Linked DNA regions of Rattus norvegicus: region 2 is linked to region 1. A link is a contact called in public Hi-C data. All regions are on one chromosome and are shown on one strand. The core of a region is the stretch at or near the end of the contact, and the rest is flanking DNA. Distances in the headings are between cores, read along the strand shown.

The links. Hi-C and Micro-C count contacts between places; a contact is called where the count stands out from the background.
Region 2: a contact with region 1 is called in a Hi-C map of liver, with 2.9 times the contacts expected there. The contact joins the promoter of Supt4h1 here to the promoter of Mtmr4 in region 1. A contact is called at or near these places in 2 of 12 Hi-C or Micro-C datasets (frontal cortex and liver).

The regions. Positions count from the first base shown.
Region 1 is chr10:72,886,362-72,893,756 of GRCr8, forward strand. It overlaps Mtmr4 (myotubularin related protein 4), which reads left to right and starts at 4,304. Exons shown (of 19, transcript NM_001105827.4): 1 at 4,304-4,339; 2 at 4,688-4,726. The coding sequence starts at 4,724. It overlaps Septin4 (septin 4), which reads left to right. Exons shown (of 12, transcript NM_001414335.1): 6 at 1-32; 7 at 146-263; 8 at 354-455; 9 at 623-719; 10 at 811-973; 11 at 1,111-1,210; 12 at 1,437-1,657. The coding sequence ends at 1,496.
Region 2 is chr10:73,032,155-73,039,549 of GRCr8, forward strand. Supt4h1 (SPT4 homolog, DSIF elongation factor subunit) reads left to right here and starts at 4,420. Exons shown (of 5, transcript NM_001105828.3): 1 at 4,420-4,564; 2 at 5,052-5,158. The coding sequence starts at 4,496. It overlaps Rnf43 (ring finger protein 43), which reads left to right. Exons shown (of 9, transcript NM_001135921.2): 9 at 1,019-2,386. The coding sequence ends at 1,062.

The DNA of each region.
Region 1 (7,395 bases), core at 3,054-5,553:
TGCCTGTACTTCATCTCACCCTTTGGCCACGGGTATGGTCTGAGCCTGAGGCTCCTGGCACCACCGGGGTCTACTAAGGGAACAGGCCAAGAGCACCACGGGGCAGGGTACCACTAGCGGGTGGTCACCGATTCCTGTTCCCCAGGCTCCGGCCATTGGATGTTGAATTCATGAAGGCCCTGCATCAGCGGGTCAACATTGTGCCTATCTTGGCTAAGGCAGACACACTGACACCCTCTGAAGTGGACCGAAAGAAATGCAAAGTGAGGGAGGCTAATGGAGGGAGGGGGTTAGGTGGGCTTCTAGAAAGGATGGGGTACCCAGAACTGTGGACCCCCTCATCTGTTTGCCAGATCCGGGAGGAGATCGAGCACTTTGGAATCAAGATCTATCAGTTCCCAGATTGTGATTCTGATGAGGATGAGGACTTCAAATTACAGGACCAAGCCCTAAAGGTGGGGCCACCCTAGGGTACCCCCTCCCTAGGGGAGGAGAATTCTATAGAAGTACAGACTGTTGGGGTGGAAGAGGACCCTGTCATCTTAGAGCAAAGCAGAAGACACAAGTGGAAAGGGACAGGGGAGAACAAGGATGCTGATAGGCAACCCATAACTTCTCTTAGGAAAGCATCCCATTCGCGGTGATTGGCAGCAACACTGTGGTAGAAGCCAGGGGGCGGAGAGTTCGAGGCCGGCTCTACCCTTGGGGCATCGTGGAAGGTAAAGCTCTGAGCTTGTGACCAGAGTACCCTTGCCCTTAGGAGTTCTTCTTTACCTATGACCCTGGCTGACTCCTAGCCTTGCTATGCAGTGGAAAACCCAGGTCACTGCGACTTTGTCAAGTTGAGGACAATGCTGGTGCGTACCCACATGCAGGACCTAAAGGATGTGACCCGAGAGACACACTATGAGAACTACAGGGCACAGTGCATCCAGAGCATGACCCGGCTAGTAGTGAAGGAACGGAATCGCAAGTATGACCAGAAGCCAGGACAAAGCTGGCCAGGGGAATCCCAAGTCCTCCCCTTATTACTCTGCAGGCCCCAGGCTTCACTCAAGTTGGTGCTGGGGTCCCCCCAACCTTACTACCCTCCTTTCCCCCTCTCTTCAGCAAGCTGACAAGAGAGAGTGGTACTGACTTCCCTATCCCTGCTGTCCCACCAGGGACAGATCCAGAAACTGAGAAGCTCATCCGGGAGAAAGATGAAGAGGTGAGAGTTGTGCCGTCAGCCTTGGGAAGCCCCATTGATAATTCTCACTCTCTCTTGGCTTGGGAACAGAAGGACCTATACTTATGCTCTGATACATATGTGGGCTGTTGAGTGGTTCTGCCACTTTCGTCATACATAAGGGCCACCAAAGCCCCAGACTCAAGGGATTAGAATCTGGGGGGCACTTCTTCAGTACACCTTGTTCTGATCTGTGCACCTATTTCAGCTGCGGCGGATGCAGGAGATGCTACACAAAATCCAAAGACAGATGAAGGAGACTCACTAACTGGCTTTTGGACCTGAATATTTAAATCTCTTCTACCAGCCCACGCCGGCCTCTCTCCCTGCATCAGCTCTGCTCAGGCCCCCTGCAGCTCCTACCAGTTCGCCTTATATCCCTGCTGACTTCTCAGAGACTCAGAGGAAATAAACTAACCTATATGTGGCTCCAGGTGTCTCTGTATTTTTACGCATTTCCTGGAAACATAGCTCCTATGACTCAGGGTACTGGTTTCTGGTTTTTAGTAGGAAACAGAAAGGAGAAAAATTCCCCTAATAGAGTTCACTCCGCTTACAACACAGCCTGGCTTTGTCCATCTTGACTATTTTTATTCTGCCTCCATTTTCTGAGCCTCAAGCCTCTACGCTTCCCATAAATAATACCTTCATTTTGTAGCTGCTTTTTTTTTTTCTTTAAAGATTTATTCATTTATTACATATAAGTACACTGTAGCTGTCTTCAGATACACCAGAAGAGGGCATCGGATCTCTTTACAGATGGTTGTGAGCCACCATGTGGTTGCTGGGAATTGAACTCCTCTGGAAGAACAGTCGGGTGCTCTTAACCGCTGAGCCATCTCTCCAGCCCCTGTAGCTGCTTTTGCGTAAATCAAGGTATTAACTACATGGCAACCTCTGACTTCCGGTTTTCCCCAGATTTGGGTAAATAGATATGCAGAATTAAGCTCTAAATTCCATGAAGTTTTTGGTAGAGCACTGAACAAATGCTGACAGTCCTGTAATTAAAGTGCTGGGACATAGGAAAAAACGAGACAAAACAGCATAGTCCCCAAGGAGAGTCAGTATCAAGCCTTTGCTAGGTTAGACCCCGGTTCTAGATCCTGGAACTGAAACAGTGAACTCAGGCGAGGTATCTGTTTCCTGTGACTTAGAAACTGTACTAAAAGTTCCAGTGCTTCATAAACTAAGATCTAAGGACACTAGCCTGGTGTTTGAGCGCTGAGACCCACTCCAGAACCTACACTATCTGTCGAGAATCGGAATCTTTTCCATTTCTGTTTAGTTAGTAGGGGCGCGGATCACGAGACCTCCAGCGTTACTGGTGATTTCAGTCCCGGTGGAGGGCGCTTCGGTCTTGTTCCTCTACCCTCTTACAGACTAGGAAGCCGCAGCTAGCTAATGGCAGTCAGATCCAGTTTTTCTCTTTTGGCTGAAAGACTCAGGATTGGCGGCCAATGCAGGTCTCGAAGGACGGCAAGGTCGGTCGTTAACAATTGTAGGTCGTAAGATCCAGTCCAGTTACGCCAAGGGAAACGCCAGCGCTGCCCGTCCGAGAGCTGCTTTACATAGGCCTTCTTGGAAGGTCTTTCAAGTTTTCCATTTCAAGCTTCAGCAGTCCGCGAACTCAACTCTTCTCTTTCGCAGACTTAAAAAAAAAATTCCAGAAGTATTTTCTTTTCCATAGACCAGGGGATGAAGCACGAGAGTGATGGAACTGAAAAGATGGGAAGGGACCTTCCCCTTTCCTAGCCTGCAAGCTGCCCTTCCATTATCGCATTACTGCAGCGAAACAGAAACACGACTGGATTAAATCGCGGGGCCACCGCGAGGTCACTTGAGAACTACCACTAGGGCGGGGTCGTCACCGGAAGTGACTGCTAACATTCCCCCGCAATGTCCCGCCCTCCAATTGCGCTACCAGTAGGCGACAGGCCGCCGTACTTCCTGCCCCCGGAGCCGTAGTCTGCGACCCCTCTTACTCCTCTCCTATTGGTTGCCAGAGGGACGCGCTGTGATTTCCTATTGGTCGCGTCTGCTCTCTGGCGCCAAGCCTCCTCCCTCCAGGTACCGTCCGGTCTCTGGGTGCCGGATAGGTTACAGGCTGAGAGGGCGTCTGCCCACTGGGCCAGTGAGCAGCGTGGAGAGTGAGGGCGGCGGCTGCGTGGTAGGGCAGGGCGGGACTTCGCGTGGCTATTGGCCAGGGCGGGTAGAGGCTGGAGATACGATTGGTTGGGGAGAAGGGACCGTGGTGGGGTTCGAGCTGCGCGGCCTCAGCTGCTGCGGGAGACGGAAGTGGTGAGAGCGCGGCTTTGGAGGGTCGGGCGAACGCCGCCTGGGTGAGTCACTGTACCCCGTGCACTGCCAGCCTGGGAACCACAACGACCAAGTCCTGCCCGGCCCTCGCCGGCTCTCCTGAGTCCCGCCCTCTGTCATTTGGGGCTCCGCCTCCGAACCTTTAGCCCCGCCCCTAAAACCTGGGCACCTGGATCTCCTCCCTGCCTAGCGCGTCCTCCCCCACCCCCCACCCCAAGACCAGAGTCCCTAACTGTGAAAACCCCGGGCCTCCTAGGCCTGGTCCTGGTCGCTCCTTTCCTCTCTCTTGTTTCTCAGGCTGCGTGCCAGTGAGCCGTGAGGCAGCACCTCCGGCTGGCCGCTTGCGGGCTCCCCCGTGAGGGAGGGAAGGTTGGTAGGATCACAATGGAGGCTTTAATCGCCGCAGCCTCCTGTGGGACTCTGCTGCACACCCCTCGAGCATACCAAACATGGAGTGTCAGTGAAACTCAGACCTGGCTCCCTAAGTGGGCCTAGGAGGCCTTACTTGAAATCCTTGTTAATTCGACCCATTTGACAGATGTTGATTCCAGGCCGGATTGGCCTAATTCTGCTCCTGTTGTGTGGCCTCCTCCCTCTAACCTTCACCTACTTGGTCTCAAGTATGCTCAGCGGGACCGGGCCAACCCTGCTGCTCTTTTATCACAGGTTGTGGTCCTCTCCCTCTTGTCCTCTGCTCTGGACTCTGCCCCCAGTAACAGGTCAGGTGGGTGCTACTCCTAGACTCAGAGAATGGCCGAACAGCCCTGTGGATTCATGCCCCTACCAGGGCCAAAAGTGAGTCCCAGTTGGGCAGTCTTTGTCTCTTCAGAGTTGGCATTTCTTCTCTTTTGTAAAGAGCAGGGTTTGGAGTGGGAATCAGAACGCTTGGGTTCTGCTGAGTAAGCTTGGATGATACTTATTTCTGCTCAGGAACTTTTGTGGTGGAATTCTCACCGGGCAGTCTCACTTGTTGCTTCTTCCATTGCCTGACTGGTGTGATGACTTACTGAGAGGCTGGATCCTCTGTGATGGAGGAAAATGAGTTGCAGAGAAGGTCAGGGGTAGACCCGTGTGTGACATTTATTGATTCTCTGGTGATGTTAATGATCAGCACACTTTCCTCTTGTGTTCTGTCTCCTTTAGTGACGAGCAGGCAGCCAGGACCCTCGCCAAGGTAGAATGGTGAGTACTCCTTTCCCCTCATACCACTATGTGTCTATGTATCTTGCAGTCTGTCTCAGTGAAGCTGTCCCACCTCTCTTGGCCTCAGTGCTCCGGGATACTCTGTTCACTTCCTAAACAGGCGCATTTGCCCTGTTACTTTTTCTTTCTGGTGGGCGGTGGTGTTTTGAGACAGGTTTTTACTGTAAAGTCTTCGTTAGCCTCGTACTAGAAATGTAGCCCTGCCAGCCTTGACTTGTGCCTCCGTCTCCTAAGTGTTAGGATTGCAGGTGAATGCAGTGTGGGGCCTTGTGCTTGATAGGCAAGTACTCTAACACTGAGCTATGGTTTCTTAGGATTGAAAAAAAAAAACCAGGCACCAAATAGCACTCAGGACATTGTAGTTTTTCTCCGTGTTGGGTCATTCCTTCTTACACTAACGAACTGCTCTGTCTCCTCTTACTTTTCTTTGATCCCTGGTTAAAACTATGCATTTTCTGGTGTAAGAAAACTAGTCTTGGGGTTGGGGATTTAGCTTAGTGGTAAAATGCTTGCTAGGCCCTGGGTTTGGTCCTCAGCTCTGAGAAAAAAAAAAAAAAAAAAAGAAAAGAAAAGAAAAAAGAAAACTAGTCTTTCTATCTGAGATTCCTGAACTTCAGGGCGTGGTGGCACAGCCTTTTGATCACATCTCTTAGGGACAGAGTCAGGTGATTCTCAGCCAAGTCTATGTAGTGAGTTCCAGAAAAGACCCCATGTTTTCTTTTTTTTTTTTTTTTATGTTTATTTATTGTATGTATACGAGTGCACTGTAGCTGTCTTCAGACACACCACAAGAGGGCATCAGATCCCATTACAGATGGTTGTGAGCCACCATGTGGTTGCTGGGAATTGAACTCAGGACTTCTGGAAGAGCAGTGGGTGCTCTTAACCGCTGAGCCATCTCTCCAGCTCCAAGACCCCGTGTCTTAAAAGGAAAAAAAAAAAAAATCAGATCCCTGAACCTCAGCCGGGTCGCATGAATATATTGTTGGTGCTGTCCCAGGAATGATTCCACCCAAACTGTAGGCCTCTTCCAGTCCCCAGGTGTTGCTGTCTATTAAGCCACTGCAGGCGACAACTGACTGAATGTCTACCAGGACAGCATTCTGAAGGTGCCCTGAATGTCAGTGGGGGTGGGCCGTCTCTGTCCTAGTCGGAGGGCAGTAAGATGAGAAAGACACGCCTGAAGCCCTCTCCAGACAAGAACCATCCTTTGTATCTCTCCAGTTCCTTTCAGGGCTCACAGGTCAGTGAATTCAGTCAGTGGGCGGATTCCCTCCTTTTCCCCGTCCTGTGGAGACCCACACATATCTGTGACGTGTGCACTAGCCCAGGCTCTTTTCAGAGAGCCTACCACTGACCCTGCTCCCTTGGACTTCTAGCTCATCCCCTTTTCGGTTTTGGTGGTGCACCAAGAACAGTGTGTGCTTCACAGTGAGTCTCCTTCTTAGCACCACTACTTAGGAGAACTGCACAGTTTCTCTCTAAGCCTAAAGTCTCACCTGCGGAAACAGGATCTCCCTTCATTCTTGGAGAGTTAGGGTAATGTTTGACACTGCTGGCCATTATTGTAAGTACTTGATTAAAAATTCATCCCAAGGCCTTAAAACAAAAGCCCTGGTTTGTGAAAGTTACCAGGTGCGGGAAGTGTAAGAGTTCTAGTAAGCTTTCTGTTACTTTTGGAAACACTAAGCTGCTTATCACTCACTACTTACTCCTTGGCTCCCTACCCAACACCATTGATTGCTCTACTTCTGGGTTTTGTTATTGTTGTTGTTTTCTGTAACTCGAGTGGCCCATAATCCCAGTTCTTCTCTTAGACTAAGAAGTTCTTCCAAAGGATTTTCTTTTCGATCAGGTGGTGTGAATCAAGGGAGAGATAGAATTTAGGAGGGCTTGGAGGGGGCATGGTGGAATAAAAAATTCCAAGGGTTTCCCTTACAGAAGTGTGGAATGACCGCTAAGATAACACCAGACCAATATTCTTTTTAAGAGGACAAAAGAAGTTTAGTGAAAGCAGGGAGGCAGATGAATGGAGCGTGGTGGGCCGTGGTTTCGGAGGGAAATAGGAAGGCTGGGGGCTGTGAAGAACATGGGGAGAGCGCTCCGTCTGGGATCTGAGCAAGCTTAGAGAGTACTCTGGGAGAAGGGAAGAGAGTGGGAAATGTGTGACAAGCAGGGTGTCGGGTAGCACACCTGGAAAGATGGGAAATAAAAAGGTGTGGGCGGACTTGCTTCTCCTTTCTGAGCAGTCCTGGGGCGGTCCCCGGTCCCACTCTAGAATGTCCCTAGAGTTCCCAGGAGGGGTGGTGGTGGTGGTGATGGTTGTCTCCCCCGCCGCCCAGGGTTTGCGGGGTGGGGAGGAGCTAGGGCGGCGGGCGGGGCCCGGGAGCCTCTCTGCCTCCGCCTTCGCCTCCACCTCCCTGGCGGCGTCCTGGGCTCTCTTGTCGCTGAGCTCCCCTCCCTTCCTCGCTCTTGCCGGAGGGCGGAGCCGGGCCCGCTCCATTGTGGAGAGGAGGGGAGAGGCGCGCGGGAGCAGAGGCTGGGTCCTGGCGCCAGGGTGCTCGCTTCTGGCCGCAGCTGCATCAGGCGGGCCCCGCAGCCGGGATGCAGCGGGCGTCCGGGGCTGGCGGGCAGCGCAGCGGCTCCCG
Region 2 (7,395 bases), core at 3,170-5,669, 150 kb after region 1:
GATGTTTGATGCTCCCTTCGGACTCTGTCATATTTGCTTCCACTGCTGGCAGAATCAGACCTCATTTTGCTCTAAGTTCGGTGCCTCTCTCTTCCTTGATCCTCACACTCACTGTTTCCTGTGCCTCTGCTAACTCTGACATCTTCTCACGTCCCCTGCTGATGGCTAGGGAGTACAGCCTAAAGGTCAAAGCAGCAGCCTCCCTCTGTCAGGGTCAGGAAGTTGAGGGGCCTGGACACCTGGTTGTTGTGTCCCACAGAGTTGTGCAGTGCAGCTGCCTCTGTCCCTCCATGCTACTGTCAGGGTCATCAGCCTTTTAAAGAACTATCTAGAACCTCTGGTATGCCCACAGGCAGGAGAAATCTAACCTAATGTTGCCTTCAGTGCTCCAGCGCCATCTAGATCCATCTAACTCCCTCCCTTCCTCTGCCCTCTGCTTTAATCAAGTTGGATAAATATGAATTATAGTTTCTGCTGCTCAGAATGTCCCACCAACTTCCCTGTCCCTACAAACCCAATTCTGTAAAACCAACTCATGCATCTTCCATCAGAAAATCTTTCCTCACTGCTGTGGGGTGTGCATTCCTCCCTCGATGCATCTCTCAGGACCCTGGTTCTCTCCCACTGTCATAATATCCACACACACACACACACACACACATACAATACCCATGTGCACGCACGCTGCTTTCTCTTCTAGCCTATTCTTTTGGATATTCTGTTCAGCAGATGGTAGCAAGCCAAGTTCACAATGAATGCCTAATAAATATTTATTGGGTGAATGAATGAATACTAAATTCCAGTCACAGCGCTTGCTGGGAGCACTTCTCTGGGTTTGTTTTTCTCTCCAGTTTCCCAATGGGCCCCTCTCAGCTTTCAACCTAATCACCTTCACAGACATATTTCCTGCTTCTCCCTCTCTGTGGTGCCTTCCTGCCACAGCCCCCACAGGTGGGAGAAGCAGGAGGTTAGTTGGACGGACCTGTGGTGACCTCTTTTCTCCCCCCTTCTCATGCAGGCTCGGAAGAGGAGCTTGAAGAGCTGTGTGAACAGGCTGTGTGACAGGAGTTGGTCAGATGAAGCTCTAACCTCGAGTGTGCTCCAGATGACTCAGGGTTCTACCTGGGACAGGGTCCTGCTCATGGGAGGAGCAAGGACCTTAGCAAGCATCTCCTTTTGCCATACTTCTGTGACCGATAGAAGTGTGCTGATGGTGGGTCGTGGGAGGTGCTGTTCCCAGACCCCAGTCATCTTGTCTGCACAACACACACCTACAGTGCAGAAAGTCTTGTGTCCAACCAGACAACCAGTCAGTATACATTTGTGGGGGAGACTCTTAAAGGCTGAGTTTTTGACAGGAAGCTATGACTGAATAGCTAGCTGTCCTAAAGGTGCTGCTCCTTCCTCAAGCCCTGCTGGGTTCCCCTGCTGGGTCTCCTTTGCCCCAGGCCTCAAGCTCACACAAGCCAGTGGGTTCAACTGAATGCACGACCACGTCTCACCTCCTTTCAAGGCCTCACTGGGGCAACTTCAGCTTTATCACTTCCTGTCTTCACAAATGAACAGTTTAGGTGAGCCCCACTCCCAAGAGAGGTCTCTGTACCTTCTCCAGCCGGCACCTGCCTGCTTGGTGCTCAGGGAGGAGTGCTTCTTCCTTTTTGTTCTTAAACTAATCTTACCCCGCAGGCTTGGGGGAGCCAAGGAATAGAGTTCTGTCCCAGAGGTGGGTAGTGTGACAGACCTGGGATGAATCTTTTGCTTATCAAACTTCTTGTCACTCCAGCAAACCCAGTTCCTCTGAGGTAGAGAACAGGAATGGAAGGAATTAATGCTCCTTGAAGCTTTCCTATCTCTAAGTCCAAGGCAGGCAGAAAGGAATGTCTACTAAACTTCATTTGGGAAGAGGGGGATGAAAGGAAGGCAGAGAGAGCACAGCTACAGCCCAGAAAGGACGGGATTCTTCTCTGAGAGATTCTTGGAGCAGAGATGGAGAAAGATAACATTCGACCTCCTGGGTCACCTTCCCAGTATAAGCCATACAAACCAGCAACCCACCTGAAGGTGTGCAAGTGGAATTGGGGTAAAGAGTTGGCCTGGGCAGCTTGTGCCAAGTGGGCAAGGGCTGACGAGCCTCCTGTGGCTCTTCACCCCAGGGCATCCTGACCATGTCAGCCCCTCAGGCAGCATCCTTGCCTGAAATGTGAATGTGGGGGCAAAGTGGGCAGAGGATCCTACTGGGGAACCTTGTCTCCTCAGAGTCAATGGGGAGACAAGCATCCAGGCACCCACATGGGTATTTATATCTGAACCAGACAGAAAGACGCTTGAATCAGGCACTATGTTGAGAAATGTATTTATTTGCTAATATATTTATCCATAAATATGATCTGGCTTTGTGGTTTTGTGTCATGGTTTTTCACTCAGGATAGCAATTCCATCTTCTCTATTTTCTTCCCTTGGATTTTTTGAGGCCTAGCCTGACCCCCAATTCACTGCACAGCTGAGATCTAATCTCTAACCTCGAACTGGTCCTCTTCCCCACTCCCAATTACTGAGATCATAGGCATTTACCATTATTCCCTCTGGTTCTGTATGCTACTATATGAAGTATGAAACATCACCAGTAAGGATAGGGTAGTTTTAACTCCCCAGAAAGATCAGAGAGAGCAGCATGCTTGGTTCTCATCATGACTCAGTTATTTATCTGTACTGTACTGTTGATCACTCTGATGCTTCAGTGACTGACTTTGTGACCTTTCAATACCGCACGCAAATATTGCACCTTGGTATGTGTGCATGCGTGTGTATTCATATGAGTGCGAGGGCAAGTTCCAGGACAGCCAGAGCTACATAACAAAGACTTTCAAAACAAAGACCTTCAAAACAAACATAACAAACAACAAAAGGGCTCCTCCCTTGAACTTGCCTGAGTTCCTGGGATCAGCCTATCTGGCCCCCAGCGCTATGATTATAGTAGCATACCATCATGCTCAACTTTTATGTGGTGGGTCCTGAGTCAGCTCTGCAGCAGGGTGCCTGCCTTTTTCCATAAATAAAATGATCCTCCTTCAGAATTGATACAAGACTTACATGAGATAGCATAGTGAAAATATATTCCAAACTGAAAAGAGATTTCCCAGTGCTAGAAAGAATCTAAAACCTAGTCACTGACCCCATTTGAATGCAATTTGGGACAAAGCCAAGAATCAGTCTTGCTGTGGTTCAGGTTCAATTAGAAGACCCGGGAGGACAGATCAGCAGGGATCGCAACTATTTATATCCCAGCGCTCCAATTCAGATAAACATAAATGACTAGGCTTTGCCTACACTCCAAGAGAAATGGTGCTTTCTCTGTATCCATTCCTGTGGGGGGGTCCCTGCAAAAACGGTCAGGAAGAGCCTTTCCTCTGTTCACACTGCACCAGACCTCGTACTTCTGTATGATTCGCTCAGGATAGTGTCTGGGTGCCACTTTAGAAGGCAAGGAATTTTGCGTCCTACACAGTACAATGGCAGCCAGGGTGGGGGATGAGTATGAGAAGTGAGATACCTAATCTACAGATGTTCTCACGGAATTATGTCTAAATGTGCCAAGAGTTTTACAAAGCGTAAATTACGAGCCAGGCATGCAATCGAGAGGCTTTTAGGAGGAATTAAATACGCGTCTCCCCCTACCCAACACCCCCCTTACCCATCCCCCAGTCGGCCCGGCTCAAGCTAGCATTCCTGTGGACAGCAAAGGAAACCCTATCACACTCTCGCAGTTACAAGAAGGGGTGGGGCCTCCTCGGGTTTTTGTCTCTGCAGACATCCAGAAAGGCAAGACTCATTGCTCAAGCTTTAAAACAACCTAGCGTGAAGCGGTGGGCTTGTATTCTGAATATTCGGGTGACTGAGACGAGGGCCGGGAGTACCAGGTCGGCCTTATGTCAGAAAAGTCAAATACACAGGTGTGGTGGTGGGCGCCCATAATCCCAGTACTCTGAAAGGCAGGAAGATCAGGAGTTCAAGGTCACCGTCCGGTGCTCTGAGAGTTGGAGGCCACTTTAGGAATTACCATTTACTGTCTCAATAAATAAGCAAACAAAACAATCTAGGGCCTCCTCCGGAATCTGGAAAGAACCCGGGCCTGCAGCCTGACCGCTACATCAAAAGGCCCGCGTAGCGCTGCGTAGTTCCGCAAGCCGCTCCGCTCCACGCCTCCTGCGCATGCTCCAACCGCACCCTTCTACCCTCCCAGCCGAACCCTACAGTCCCCGACACACCGTCTTCCGCTCGCTCTCGCGAGTCCAGGTGACGGGGGCGCGCGCGGCCCAGGTGGCTGTCGGCTGCCCCGCCCACCGCTCCTGCGGGAGAAACCATCTTCTCCAAGGGGGGGGGCCTGCGAATGTCTGTACCGGAAACGGAAGTTACGTACAGGAAGCGACCGGCATTCTGGGTAATAATCTGTTTACTTCCTGTGGCCGTGGAACCCGTATTATCGTATACGGCGAGAATGGCCCTGGAGACGGTGCCAAAGGACCTGCGGCATCTGCGAGCTTGTTTGCTGTGCTCGTTAGTCAAGGTATCCGTCGGAGCCTTGGTTGTAGGAGCGATTGAGGAGGCAAAATGGGAGAAAGTGGGTGAAATGGGGCCAGACACAGGAAAGAAAAGGCCTGAGATTCAGGGAGTGGGAAGACTAAGGGAGCCGTTGTTTACGTCCAAGGAACGTGAGCTGGGCATTCGTGCCTGCTAGGGTTTGCGTTTCAGTTCTCAGCTTAACTTAGCAGAAGTTTGTTTCCCCAACAGAGTTCGGTGAACTTACTGTGTTGGACTGGAAAGACGCTAGGAGCCAAAGCATCTGAGAGAGTAGCTGAAGAGAACACCTGACCCCAAAGAGACTAGAAAAAAATATATGTAAGCTGAGTTAGGGACGGGAGGTGTGAGGGTAGTGTTTAGGAATCGTTTGGAGAGCAGTAGGTGTTGGATTATATAGAGGATGAAGAGGTTGGCCTCGTCGAAATATTAAGACGTCGTTTATGCTCATAATGGCTGTATCTTTTCCTTTCCAGACTATAGACCAGTTTGAATATGATGGGTGTGACAATTGCGATGCATACCTACAAATGAAGGGCAACAGAGAGATGGTGTACGACTGCACCAGCTCTTCATTTGATGGGTAAGGCCCTTTCATGTTCCTTTCTTTACTTCTGCACAATCTTGGCTATGACTCAAGACGTTAGTATGGGGCAGATTTTTGAGGATGTTAAGAATAGCTTAACAGTTCTTTGGAGAGCTACTAATTCTATGTGTCCAGCCCAGTACCTGTGAGCATCTGTGGCTGCTGAGTACTTGACATGTGGCTAGTTCAAATTAGGATATGCTTAAGTGTCAGTACATTCAGCGTGAGGAAATAGAATGTCAAATATCTGATTCTTTTTTTAAAGATTAGTTAAAAGTAGAAATAATGTTTTAGGGTTATTTGGTTAAAATAAATGTTGAAGTTAATTTCATCTTTTACTGTTTTAAACAGTGGCTAGAGGACATTTAAAATGGTGTGTGCTTTTTCTGTAGTCCTATTTAGCAATGCTTCACAACTCTTGTCCACTCAATTATAGTTGAGTCTGTTTATGTTGTGTATAAATGCCTGCCACAGGACATACGAGGTGGTAGATCCTTAATGTTGAAGGGTTGGAAGTAGAATGCAGCAGTAGAGCAGGTGACTACCATCTACAAGGCCTGGGTTTAATTCATTTTTTTTTAAAGATGTATTTATTTTATGTATGTATGTACACTGTAGCTGTCTTCAGGCACACCAGAAGAGGGTATCAGATCTCATTATAGATGGTCGTGAGCCACCATATGGTTGCTGAGAATTGAACTCAGGACCTCTGGAAGAGCGGTCGGGGCTCTTAACCTCTGAGCCATCTCTCCAGCCCCCCTGGTTTAATTCCTAATGCTCCTCCAAAAAGGTTGGCTACATGAAAGATCTGTTTTGAAAATGAAGGGGTACAGTACAGTAATCCATTCCCTCATACATTTTCTTGGTGAATATGGTGTCTTGCACCTATAATCGCATCATCTAAGAGGGCGACACCAGAGAGTGGGGGGTTCAGAACAAGCCTCAGATGTGTAGTGAGTTTGAGGCCAGCCTGAGCTACATGAGACCCTGTTTCAAACAAGACCAGCTAGATATCCCAGCAGGTTAAGATGCCTGATGGCAGACCTGATAACCTTGACTTCAGTCCCTGGATCCCACAAGGTGGCAGGAGAGAACTGAGTCCCTGGAATTGTTTTCTGACCACAACACATTCACCCTGGCATCCATATGTGAGAGAGGGTGCGCGGCAAGCTCGTGCACATAACCCCAAGTAAGTTAACTAGAAAAAATGATAATAAAACAAAATGGGAGAAGCAAAAGTGGTCTGGTCTTTTTCTTCAAGGCAGCAGCACTGCTATGTTTCTTCTGGACTGCAGGCCAATTAAAGACTGCGTAAGGTTAGTGCTTGTTAAAGTTCTGTGAAGGTGGGTCTGATCTCCTCTAGGGGAGAATGAAAGATTGGGCACAGAGATGCAGGTTTGGAACCTTTAGCTCCTGTGCCTGCAAATGCACATTTCCTGTATTCTCACCCCTTTGTTTCTTCATCAGCCATTCAAGGTTGATGATGAGTGACAAAGCTGGGAGTGTTGATGCAGCCTTCAGTCCTAGCTTAAGATGAGGGTGGGCTTGGGGGGAAGACAAGTGTCAGGTAGCCCTCTGCCGCATCTTGAGACCTGCATCTAAAAATACAAAAGTAAACTGGAGTCACTCTCATCTATAAGGGAACGCCTGTGCTGGCTGCTTTGAAAGACATAAGAGTCACTTTGAATCCTTATCAATTTAACCTGTTTAAAGCAGAGGATGGTCTTATTGGGTCCCAGTGGGAGGAGAAGCCCTTGGTCCTGCCAAGGCTGGATGCCCCAGTGTAGGGGAATGTCAGGGTAAGGAGGCAGGAAGGGATGGGTGAGTGGGTGGGGAAACACCCTCATAGAGGCAGGGGGAGGGGGAGTGGGATAAGGGGTTTATGAACAGGAAACCAGGAAAGGGGATAGCATTTGAAATGTAAATTAAAAATTCAATTAAAAAGCAATCACAGGAAAAAATTATTTTAAAGATATGCTTTGTTTTTAAATTATGTATATGTGTGTGGCTAGGTGCACATGATTACAAGGGCCCAAAAAGGCCAGAGTCCTTGGAGCTAGAGTTACAGGCAGTTATGACCTGTCCTGTGTGGATGCTGGGAACTACACTTGTGTCCTCTTGAAGAGCAGTGTGTGCTGTTAATCACTGAGCAGCCTTACCAGTTTCCAAAAGTTTCTCTTTAAAGTTTGCTTTTTTTTTTTTTTTTTGGTTCTTTTTTTCGGAGCTGGGGACCG